2 separate regions of the Mus musculus genome follow, and region 2 is linked to region 1. Evidence: chromatin contacts called from public HiChIP or PLAC-seq data. All regions are on one chromosome and are shown on one strand. Each heading gives the region's core, a stretch centred on a gene start, on an enhancer-like site or on the middle of the called end of the contact. The rest is flanking DNA. Distances are from core to core; before and after follow the strand shown. Region 1 has its middle 16 kb from the start of Mir680-3. Region 2 has its middle 19 kb from the start of 9130015A21Rik.

Region 1 (4,674 bases), core at 283-2,782:
GCATATCATTCACTGTTCTTGCAAGAAGGAAGATAATGTGTGGGTGAAGATAATATTGCACATCATTATATGATTCTCTTGCCCCCCAGCCCCCATGTCCTCCTCTTCCTTCTCTTCACCCTCTTCTTACTCCTCTTCAGTGAAGATAAAGCGAAACATAGGAACGGCCTGCGTCACTTCCTCCATGTGGACCCAGGAAGGGTTTCTTTTCCTTGACTCCTTGCATACTTAAATGTCACAAGCTCACCCAGTCAGCATTGCTTAATTCAAGGGAAATGTCATGGGTCACATTTGATGTGGATAGGTAGCAATTCCACGTGTGGCTACAAAACAGCCCAAACACAGCAGCCACTTGAAGGTGTTCTTTAGGGTCTATATAGACATGAAAACTGAGTTGTGCTCTGTACCATCTTGCAGTTGCTTTTCCTCTTCAGCTTAAGAATGCTGTCTCTTACAAAGGTAATACAGTACGCTTGCTGCTTCTACTAAGAGTATGTGGCTGCTTGGGGTGGGTCCTAGAGTTTTTATCATTATTATAGTTAAAAAGAACAAGGACTTTGGGATACAAAACATTTATCCTTAGAAGATGCTAAACAGCAGTCTCGGAGGGAAAAGGAACAACATCGCAAGTCTAAGTGCCAGAACTTAGCAGGGGCATCTCTCCAGATAGTTTTTATCCTTCATGATAAAGAGGAGGGGGTTTGCCTGCTCATTTTTGAGGCTAGGGATTTGATGCGACAGAGAATGCCGAGTGCTTGCCTTCTACTCATCTCATCTGTCCTGTTCTCAGTGGGAGGATCAAGTCATTTCATCACTCCTAATCTTTTGCTTTTCTCCACATTGCTCGTTATCCTATTTCCCTGATTATTTATTGACTGTTGTCATCTCCAGTAAAGTACACACCTCATAAGAACAGGCACTCAGTGTTTCCTTCTCGCAGCACATGGAGCACATTTGAGCAGCAACACGGCCTGAGTGTGCACCCTGTGCCTGGTAATGTTCAAGAGCGCTTGGTGTTCATATGCCCTGATGTAGCAGTTCTTGGAGATGCATAATATTTATATCAACATCTTACAAATGAGAAAACTGAAACTTAGTACAAATTAAGCAGGTTTCCTGAAAGTTACATCCTCAGGAGGTGGGAGCATTATGATTCAACCCAGGCTGTGGTTTCAGCATATATCCATGGTATCTGCCCAGGCAGTATTAGATTGCTATTAGGCTCTTACCAAACATCTTTTTAAGGGTGAACATTCATCCTAGACAGCAATGAAGCTGCCCCATTCCTTCTATCCCTTCATCTTCTCTTCACCCTACCCTCAGCCATGGCTGTAGTGCTGGGGAAAGCCTGCTCTACATGCCACAGAGCTGACCACCCAGATGCCTTTGGGGGGGTCTGCCCATGCACCCACATAACCAGCCTCTTTGATGTGCAGCTGAGTCAGAGGTTCTTCAGAGGCTGTTCTGGTACACTCACCAGCTCCCTGGATCTCATCATAGGCCCCCACAAGTGGTTTGACAGAGAACAATGTGGACTTCATTGACTCATGCTGGATTCACTAATGTTTGCATAAGCTAGGAGGCCAGTCAAAGGCTTCTCTTTTCCTCTCTGTCAATGTGCTCCAAGGTGTGTGTGTGTGTGTGTGTGTGTGTGTGTGTGTGTGTGTGTGTGTTCAATTATTGTCTCTGGGCATAGAAAACACTAGGAATCATGGAATCACTTTTAGAAGTTGACTATGAAACACGTAGTTCCCTTGTTCTTCTTATGTCAGTTTTTGAAAATAACTCTCATCTCCCACTCCTTTGTGTGAATGTGATTGTGTGTTGGTGTTGCGATATGTGTGTGTGTGTGTGTGTGTATAAGAATGCATATCTGGATAAAAGGGAAAGGGTAACCAGGTAGTGGTGGCACAGGCTTTAAATCCTTGCTCTCTGGAAGGTGGATCTCTGTGAGTTTAAGGTCAGCCTGGTCTACAGAGTGAGTTCCAGGACAGCTAAGTAGACAAAGAAAAAACATGTCTTGAAAAACAAACAAACAAACAAACACAACAACAACAACAAAAATTTCCAAAACCCCAAACCCAAAACCCAATTCTCCCTCCCCCAAAAATCTTCAGTTAGGAAAGCTGAGCATTGCAGGCCACTGTTGCCCTCACAGCCTGGTTCTCTACTTTGTCTACTACCACTAATAACACATACTACCACCACTTAGACTCAAAACTGCTTTGGGGATGGGGTTGCTTGTCACAGTTGAGTGAAGGCCTTTCCTCTAAGAAGGAAGTGAGCAGAATAAAAGAGTCCTTTGTTTGTGGGCACTGACAAGCACAGGCCTGCTTCTGTTGGGAAGGAATTGTTGCAGCATCACAGTATGTGTATGACGGAAACCCATAATGCTTAGCAGGGAAACAGAACTGTTGCTTAACAGTAGAGTTCTGTTAAGTCTAAATTATGCCAAGGCTCTAGCTGCATATGTAGCAGAGGATGGCCTAGTTGGTCATCAATGGGAGGAGAGGCCCTTGGTCCTATGAAGGTTCTATGCCCCAGGATAGGGGAATGCCAGGGCCAGGAAGCAGGAGTGGGTGGGTTGGTGAGCAGGGAGAGGTGGGAGGGAATAGGGTGTTTTCGAGGGGAAACTAGGAAAGGAGATAACATTTGAAATGTAAATAAAGAAAATATCTAATAAAAAAAGACAAAGTATGCCAAGGAACCATTTTATATTTCCATAATGAAAAAGATATGGTATTTTGGCACACATCCATTTTGCTTATCATAGTCTCAAGTGAGTTTATGAGCTTTTATTTTGTTTAATGCATTCAATAAGGAAACAATGTACATGTGTTTAGTTTATTAATCTATGTCATCATGCTCTTTTTAATTCATTTAAACAGGAAAATTTATTCATTTTATGTATATGAGTATATTGCCAGCATGTATATTTATGTATCTCATGCAACTGGTCTCATGGAGGCCAGAAGAGGACATTAGAGTTACAGACAGTTGTGATCTGCCATGTGGGGTGCTGGGATTTGAACCTGGGTTCTCTGAGTTATCGCAATCACTGAGCCATTTCTACAGGACTCTAGATTTAATTCTTAAGTTCTTAGTCCATAACAGTTTTTGTTTCTTGGAAAGATGGCTACACAAGCATACAACAATCTTTGAACTGGTGCAAACTTTTTATGGACTGTTATATTTAGATTAGGGTTGCTCATTTTATTATCCGTCAATAAGCTGAAAATCTACTTTTCTTATGGTGTTTTTTATTTTTTATTTTCTTGTGACATGTTATTATTATATAGCCTACATTGCCTACCTTGAACTCATCATTCTTCTGGCTTAGCCTCTGAGTGCTGGTATTGTGTGTATGTACCATTGTGACTGGTTGGTATCATTTTTTTTTTTTTGATGAATTTCTTGGTACTATATAGTTGAAAGTTGACTTGCAGCCATGCCTCTACCTACTGGGTCTTGCACATGCTAAGGCTCTGTCACTGAGACAAACGTCTCTTCTCTATTCTGTTCATTGGAGAGCTTCAAGATTTACATTTAATGAAATTGGCAGTATGGTTAACTTTTTTTTTTTTTTTTTTTTTTTAGTCACAGTTTATTTTTTGTTTTTTTTTTTTCCATTTTTTATTAGGTATTTCGCTCATTTACATTTGCAATGCTATACCAAAAGTCCCCCATAGCCACCCACCCCCTCTCCCCTACCCACCCACTCCCCTTTTATGGCCCTGGCGTTCCCCTGTACTGGGGCATATAAAGTTTGCGTGTCCAATGGGCCTCTCTTTCCAGTGATGGCCGACTAGGCCATCTTTTGATGCATATGCAGCTAGAGTCAAGAGCTCCGGGGTACTGGTTAGTTCATAATGTTGTTCCACCTATAGGGTTGCAGATCCCTTTAGCTTCTTTGGTACTTTCTCTAGCTCCTTCATTGGGGGCCATGTGATCCATCCAATAGCCGACTGTGAGCATCCACTTCTATGTTTGCTAGGCCCAGGCATACTCTGACAAGAGACAGCTATATCAGGGTCCTTTCAGCATAATCTTGCTAGTGTATGCAATGGTGTCAGCATTTGGAAGCTGATTATGGGATGGATCCCCGGATATGGTAGTGTCTACATGGTCCATTCTTTTATCTCAGCTCCAAACTTTGTCTCTGTAACTCCTTCCAAGGGTGTTTTGCTCCCACTTCTAAGGAGGGGCATAGTGTTCACACTTCAGTCTTCATTTTTCTTGAGTTTCATGTGTTTAGGAAATTGTATCTTATATCTTGGGTATCTTAGGTTTTGGGCTAATATCCACTTATCAGTGAGTACATATTGTGTGAGTTCCTTTGTGAATGTGTTACCTCACTCAGGATGATGCCCTCCAGGTCCATCCATTTGGCCAGGAATTTCATAAATTCATTCTTTTTAATAGCTGAGTAGTACTCCATTGTGTAGATGTTGTGGGTTGTTTGGTTGCTTGGTTTGGTTTGGTTTTACCTCTATCTCCATGTTAGGTGGCTATTTCTTTAAAACTAAAAGTTCCCTTCTGTGGAGAAGGAACAGTGACCACAAATCTCAGAAAGCAAATGAAAACTTGTAAGACTCGGGAACTAAGCGAAGCGTACAAGGATCAGGAGGCTCGAAAGCTTCCTTGATTCACAATGTCTCTCATATTGAATTCACG
Region 2 (5,122 bases), core at 553-3,052, 500 kb after region 1:
CTTTCTTTGTAGAATTATTGTAAAGTCAATGCAATCAGCCACGTTGTGATTCCTAGTTGAATTCTATTGTCTCCCAGCTTGAGTCTGAGGATGCATTACACGTTTAGGGACACATCCGGACAGACCCGCTGGAAGCGTGCTGGCAAAGGTACTGGGACGTCCACAGTGTTCTCTTTGAAATAGAAAGCAGCTTGGAAAGCTGAAGTAGCCATCACTCCATGGCTCCTGGAGGGATGAGAGAAGCTGCCATCTCTCCCTGGAAGTTGTCTGCTAGGTTCCATCATCTGGAACATGTGTGCAAAGTATCACGACAGAAAGTGGAGCACTGCTTTTCTGATGGTCCTCAAACTTGTGTTTCACACGGGCAATGTTAGTACATGAAGACTTCACTCCTCCTGTTGTTGCGAAAGTTGAATGACTCCTGTGGACATCAAGGGACCCAGCAGGTTCTGGGTAGGAAGTTGACATATTAGCATGCTGTGGGCATTCTGGGGAGTAGGGATTCCAGAGTAGTCAGCAGGAACTGAAAGATACCGGATCTTATGTGACTGAAAGTGGGAAGACCACGTTGATCATTGCCATTGCGTGATGACACCTGTGTCTGTGTGCCGGTGATGCATAGAAAACACAAAAGCACTTGCCTATGTCATATGACCAGTCAATTTACGTTTACTCAAGAAAGTCATTTTTTTACTCTTGAGAACTAAAAACTTCTGTGAAATAGGATGTGAAATTCAAATGATGTTGCCACATGGGCCCTTTTTCCTTTTCTCAAACATAAAAAGGGATGTGAAAAACTTCTCTGAAACACATGCTCAACATACCATGAGGGTTTTTTAAAACAGTAGAAATACTTCCTCTCCTCACTGAGTCTCTGAGCCTGACACAGGCCTGCCATGATATATAAGTGCAATATTAACTTTTAAAATTGACGCACAGGCATGTCTCCAAGACTCTTAGAGGCAGATTTGAAAAATAATTTCCAACTGTTTCTTTCTGGTTTTGTTTTCTTCTTCTGTGACAGTGTAGTATGAGTCCCTTGAGTTCAACCATCCCTGCTCCTCCCACTTACCTAGTTATGAGACTGCACTGTTTTACTTATCTGTAACATGTTACAGGATGAAGTTAGATAACCTGTAAGTAAGTGCCACCAAGCAAAACACCTCTGGCATTATCAGGAGATTGATAGCTTTCCAGCCTCTGGGTCCCATGCCTCAACACCTTTCAAATACACCTTTCTATTCCCGGTATCCAAAGTCAGGATGGCAAGCCAATTAAGGAACCCCTTTTTGGTCTTCCCTCTGCTCTAGCAAGTTATTCTAGGGCCTGTTTTCTTGCCTATAAAAGGGGGGTTATGGTACCTCTTAAAGTTATTTTCATGGAAGTTAAATGGTTTAAGTACAAGAATGCTCAAAAGAGTAACTGCTTTGCACTGAAAGTGTAAGCACTTAATCACGATTCTCTACGTGGGAACGTCTTCTCAGTCCTGGATCTGCAGGACACAGGAACAGTACCTGGGACACGTAAGTACAAAGCAAATATTTGTAAGGAATGATTAAGTGCAGAAGCATGCTGTTTCCCTTTGCTTGACCTAAATGATCCCTTTAGAGACTGTGGGACCTGTGTGGGTGTACACAGGACAAGTGTTTAGAAACTACTCTCAATGGAAATCAAGAAACTTCCCCTGGCTTCTCGTAACCCACACTGTATTTTCCATGACCCATTATCACATGCTTTCACAGTGAATATAACCTGCCCCATCTTGTACCAGGTACAGATCTTAACTAGATTCTTGAACGCTTGTGTGCATGCCAGCACGCCTCTGTGCTGCCTCTGTCCAGGCTGCTGGGAGTGTAGTGTCACTCCTATAGCCCTGCATCAGGATGCAACAAATAGGTCTCTGGAGTGCCTCATTTTCCACAGATCTTGTGAGTAGATAACTGTATCAGAATGATTTGTCTTTTATAGACACCGTTCAATATTTTCCTTTCCCCTAACAATATTTTAAGTGGCAGAGTTAAGTTAAGTGCTACTAGAGTGTGATACATGTCCTGATGACACTCTTGGTGACCTGGAAGTCATTCTAACAGTTTTCAGTGCACAATTGTACATAATGCATTGGGTAGCTCAGGCTCAGTGTGATTATCCTACTGTGAAATCAAAAGTGGCCTCAACATATTCTCTCTGTGTTGCTCTTAACTTTCTCCCATGAAGCTCTACATGACATGAGTCATGTTGTTTTCCTCCTGTGATGTTTTACATGCAAACCCTGGGTACTTAATCCCAAGCCAATGACTCTTGAAAGTCTTCAATGCACTATGACTTGAGAAGAGAACTCTGGGAAGCGTCCTGTGCTGCTTTTACTAAAACACACCAAAGGTAACCTATTTTCCTTAGCTTCAGTGTCCTGCTTTATCTTCTTCTCTCCCTATGTTGAGCCAGCCAAATGTTGGTCATGAGAAGTATGAGGAGCTGCTGGTGTGAAAATAGACCAGCATCTGGGAAGATGTAAGACAAACTTGCTACACATGTATAGAGACTTGGAGTTCTGCATTTGACATTCTATTCCACCTCTCCCTGAAGCTAAACTTGGGAAGACAATTACTTGGGGAAACAACTCCCTAATTTTAGAACAGTTATATTTTTGAATATGGAATTAGTTGCTCTCAGTACTTTGATCATTCCATACTACATTTATGAAGAACTCTTTTGAGGCTTACTGAATAGATTTTCTAGTTCTCATCTTACCAACCAAACAGGCCCTGTGTGATTTGAGCGTGAGCCTCACATTCCATCCCCATAATTAAATACTGAGACAGTAGATGTTTTAATAACAAAAACATCAAGTCATCCATCTCCATTGTACTTGCTCATGTACGTATTAAAGTGCCAGGATATAAACCTCTAGTCTTTTTCAGTGAGCTTCAGACTGTTATGTCAAAAAATACTCTAAAACCTGTTGACACATTTCCCACCTCCAAAGAAATCTTGGAGCTCTTGGCTTTACATTTAACTTATTGAACACATAAGAATATATCAGTCTTAGCTCAAACCCAGGGCCTTATGATTGATCATCTAATTCCAACTTGCCAGAGTTCTACAAAGGACCTATTAAAAGACACATTGCTACGTATAAAGGTGTATATACACACACACACACACACACACACACCCACACACACACACACACCCCCCCCACACACACACCCACACACACAGCAGGTAGCTGAGAAATATCACAGGAATAAGGGTGATATGTAGACTTATCTTTCTTCCTGTAATAAATCATATTCCTTTTCTTTAAAGGATCACATGGGGGATGAAGTAACACAAGGATAAGTTCTGCACACTATTTTCAAATCCCAGCCAGCAGTGCAAGGGCTTGGCTGTGACATGATGATGACCTCACAGCTCAGCACAAAACTCTGAGCCACTCATATTCAGGACAGCACTTTGTATAGAAAATGACTGAATAGGCTTTATCTTCTAACAGGATGTAAATGGATGAAAAGTATAAACTTCAACAGAGGGGAGAAATTGGTACAAATATCTTATTCAAACCTGCATTGCTTGGCTTGTGACTGGCATTCATTTAAATATGAACTATGTGCAAGTTTGTGTAGCTAGCAGGAATGTTAAATCTTTATAGCCTTGCAGAGAATTCTAGGTTGCTTAGAGCTAACAGAGACAGACAAGCCAGAGTGTCACCAAATGATATTAGTCAGCAGGTCTCTGTATAGAGGTGATTTTCTGAGAAAAATTACTTTATCCCATATATTTTTATCATGTTTTCTCTTTCCTTAATTCCTCCCATATCCTCCTTACCTATCCACAGAACTTTATGTTAATAAAATAATTAAATGAAAACAAACAAAAAGAAACACACATACATAAAGACACAAAAATTGAAGGGTGATATATGGACTCATTTTTCTTCCTGTAATAAATCACATTCCTTTTCTTTAAAGGATTACATGGTGGATCATTATTATTATAAAAATAATAATCAAAGATCCAATAATACAAAAGAGTCCTCAAGCAAAGCCAAATAAGATAAACAGTATGGAAGTTTTAATGACAGGCTGTTACATATTTAACTCATCACGATATTTTACATTATCTGTAAGATGACATGGCTAACATTTTGGCCAAAAGAAGACTCGCATGAAGTTGATTATTAATAAATACTAGTCCCTACAGTGGTGTGAATATGCTGCACCCAGAAAACAGCATTACTGGGAGGTATTGCCTTCTTGAAGTATGTGCAGTTTTGTTGGAGCAAGTGTGTCAGTGTGGGTATGAGCTTTAAGACCCTTGTGCTAGCTGGCTAGAAGCCATTCTTCTCCGGTTTGCCATTGGAACAAGATGTAGAACTCTCAGCTCCTCCAGCCCCATGTCTACCAAGATGCTGCCTTGCCTCCCACTTTGATGATAATGGACTGAGCCTCTGAACCTGTAAGCCAGCCCCAATTAAATGTTGTCCTTTATAAGAGTTGCCTTGGTCATAGTGTCTGTTCATAGCAGTAAAACCCTAACTAAGATAGTCCCCATGCTGGATTTCTTATGGGGGTGCAGGACTCAACTCAACCCCTCATCTTTCAAGGGAAGCCACATTTTCTCTAGATTCTAGAAAACACTCTAGGGTGTTCAGTAGAGCTTGCCTATCATTCTTTAATATTTCCCACAATATATGCTACGGAGTGCTGGTCTATTCTTTATGAAAGAAATGGTAAAATTTGATCCATTAGTTTAGGAAGCAGTATTCCATATTATGAGAAAATGTTAATACAAGTTAGTAAATTAAACATTAGAGCCAGATGTGGTGGCACATGTCTTTAATCCCAGCACTTGGGAGACAGAGGCAGGAGGGTCTCCATGAGCTTGAAGCCAGCCTAGTCCATATAGTGAGTTCCAAGTCAGCCCAGGTCCCATAATAAGAAGACTTTGTCCCAAAACAAACAAGGCAAACTAAAAATCTGTTACTTTGAGTCCTCCTAAAATTACTTAGCTAACTAAACTTCCAACTGACTATTAACCAAAATTAGTCCTAGAAGCTAATATTTTGCATATATTTTGAGAAGTCCCTGACCATGGCCTAATTTTTATTCATGGATATTTGGGG

The links. HiChIP or PLAC-seq counts read pairs in DNA pulled down with a chosen protein or histone mark.
Region 2: a contact with region 1 is called in an HNF4G HiChIP or PLAC-seq map of pancreatic cancer cells. The contact joins two enhancer-like sites. A contact is called at or near these places in 1 of 484 Hi-C or Micro-C datasets (ventricular fibroblasts) and 1 of 115 datasets of contacts at active chromatin or transcription factors (pancreatic cancer cells).

Annotation. Positions count from the first base shown.
Region 1 is chr12:35,208,154-35,212,827 of GRCm38.p6, forward strand. No RefSeq gene overlaps it. Among named protein-coding and RNA genes, the nearest start is that of Mir680-3, 16 kb to the left of the region's middle. Within about 2 kb of position 1,533, at least 47 of the 459 cell types and tissues checked have an H3K27ac peak or open chromatin away from gene starts, as enhancers often do. A contact at or near this core is called in pancreatic cancer cells, where this site is marked.
Region 2 is chr12:35,711,174-35,716,295 of GRCm38.p6, forward strand. No RefSeq gene overlaps it. Among named protein-coding and RNA genes, the nearest start is that of 9130015A21Rik, 19 kb to the left of the region's middle. Within about 2 kb of position 1,803, at least 79 of the 459 cell types and tissues checked have an H3K27ac peak or open chromatin away from gene starts, as enhancers often do. A contact at or near this core is called in pancreatic cancer cells, where this site is marked.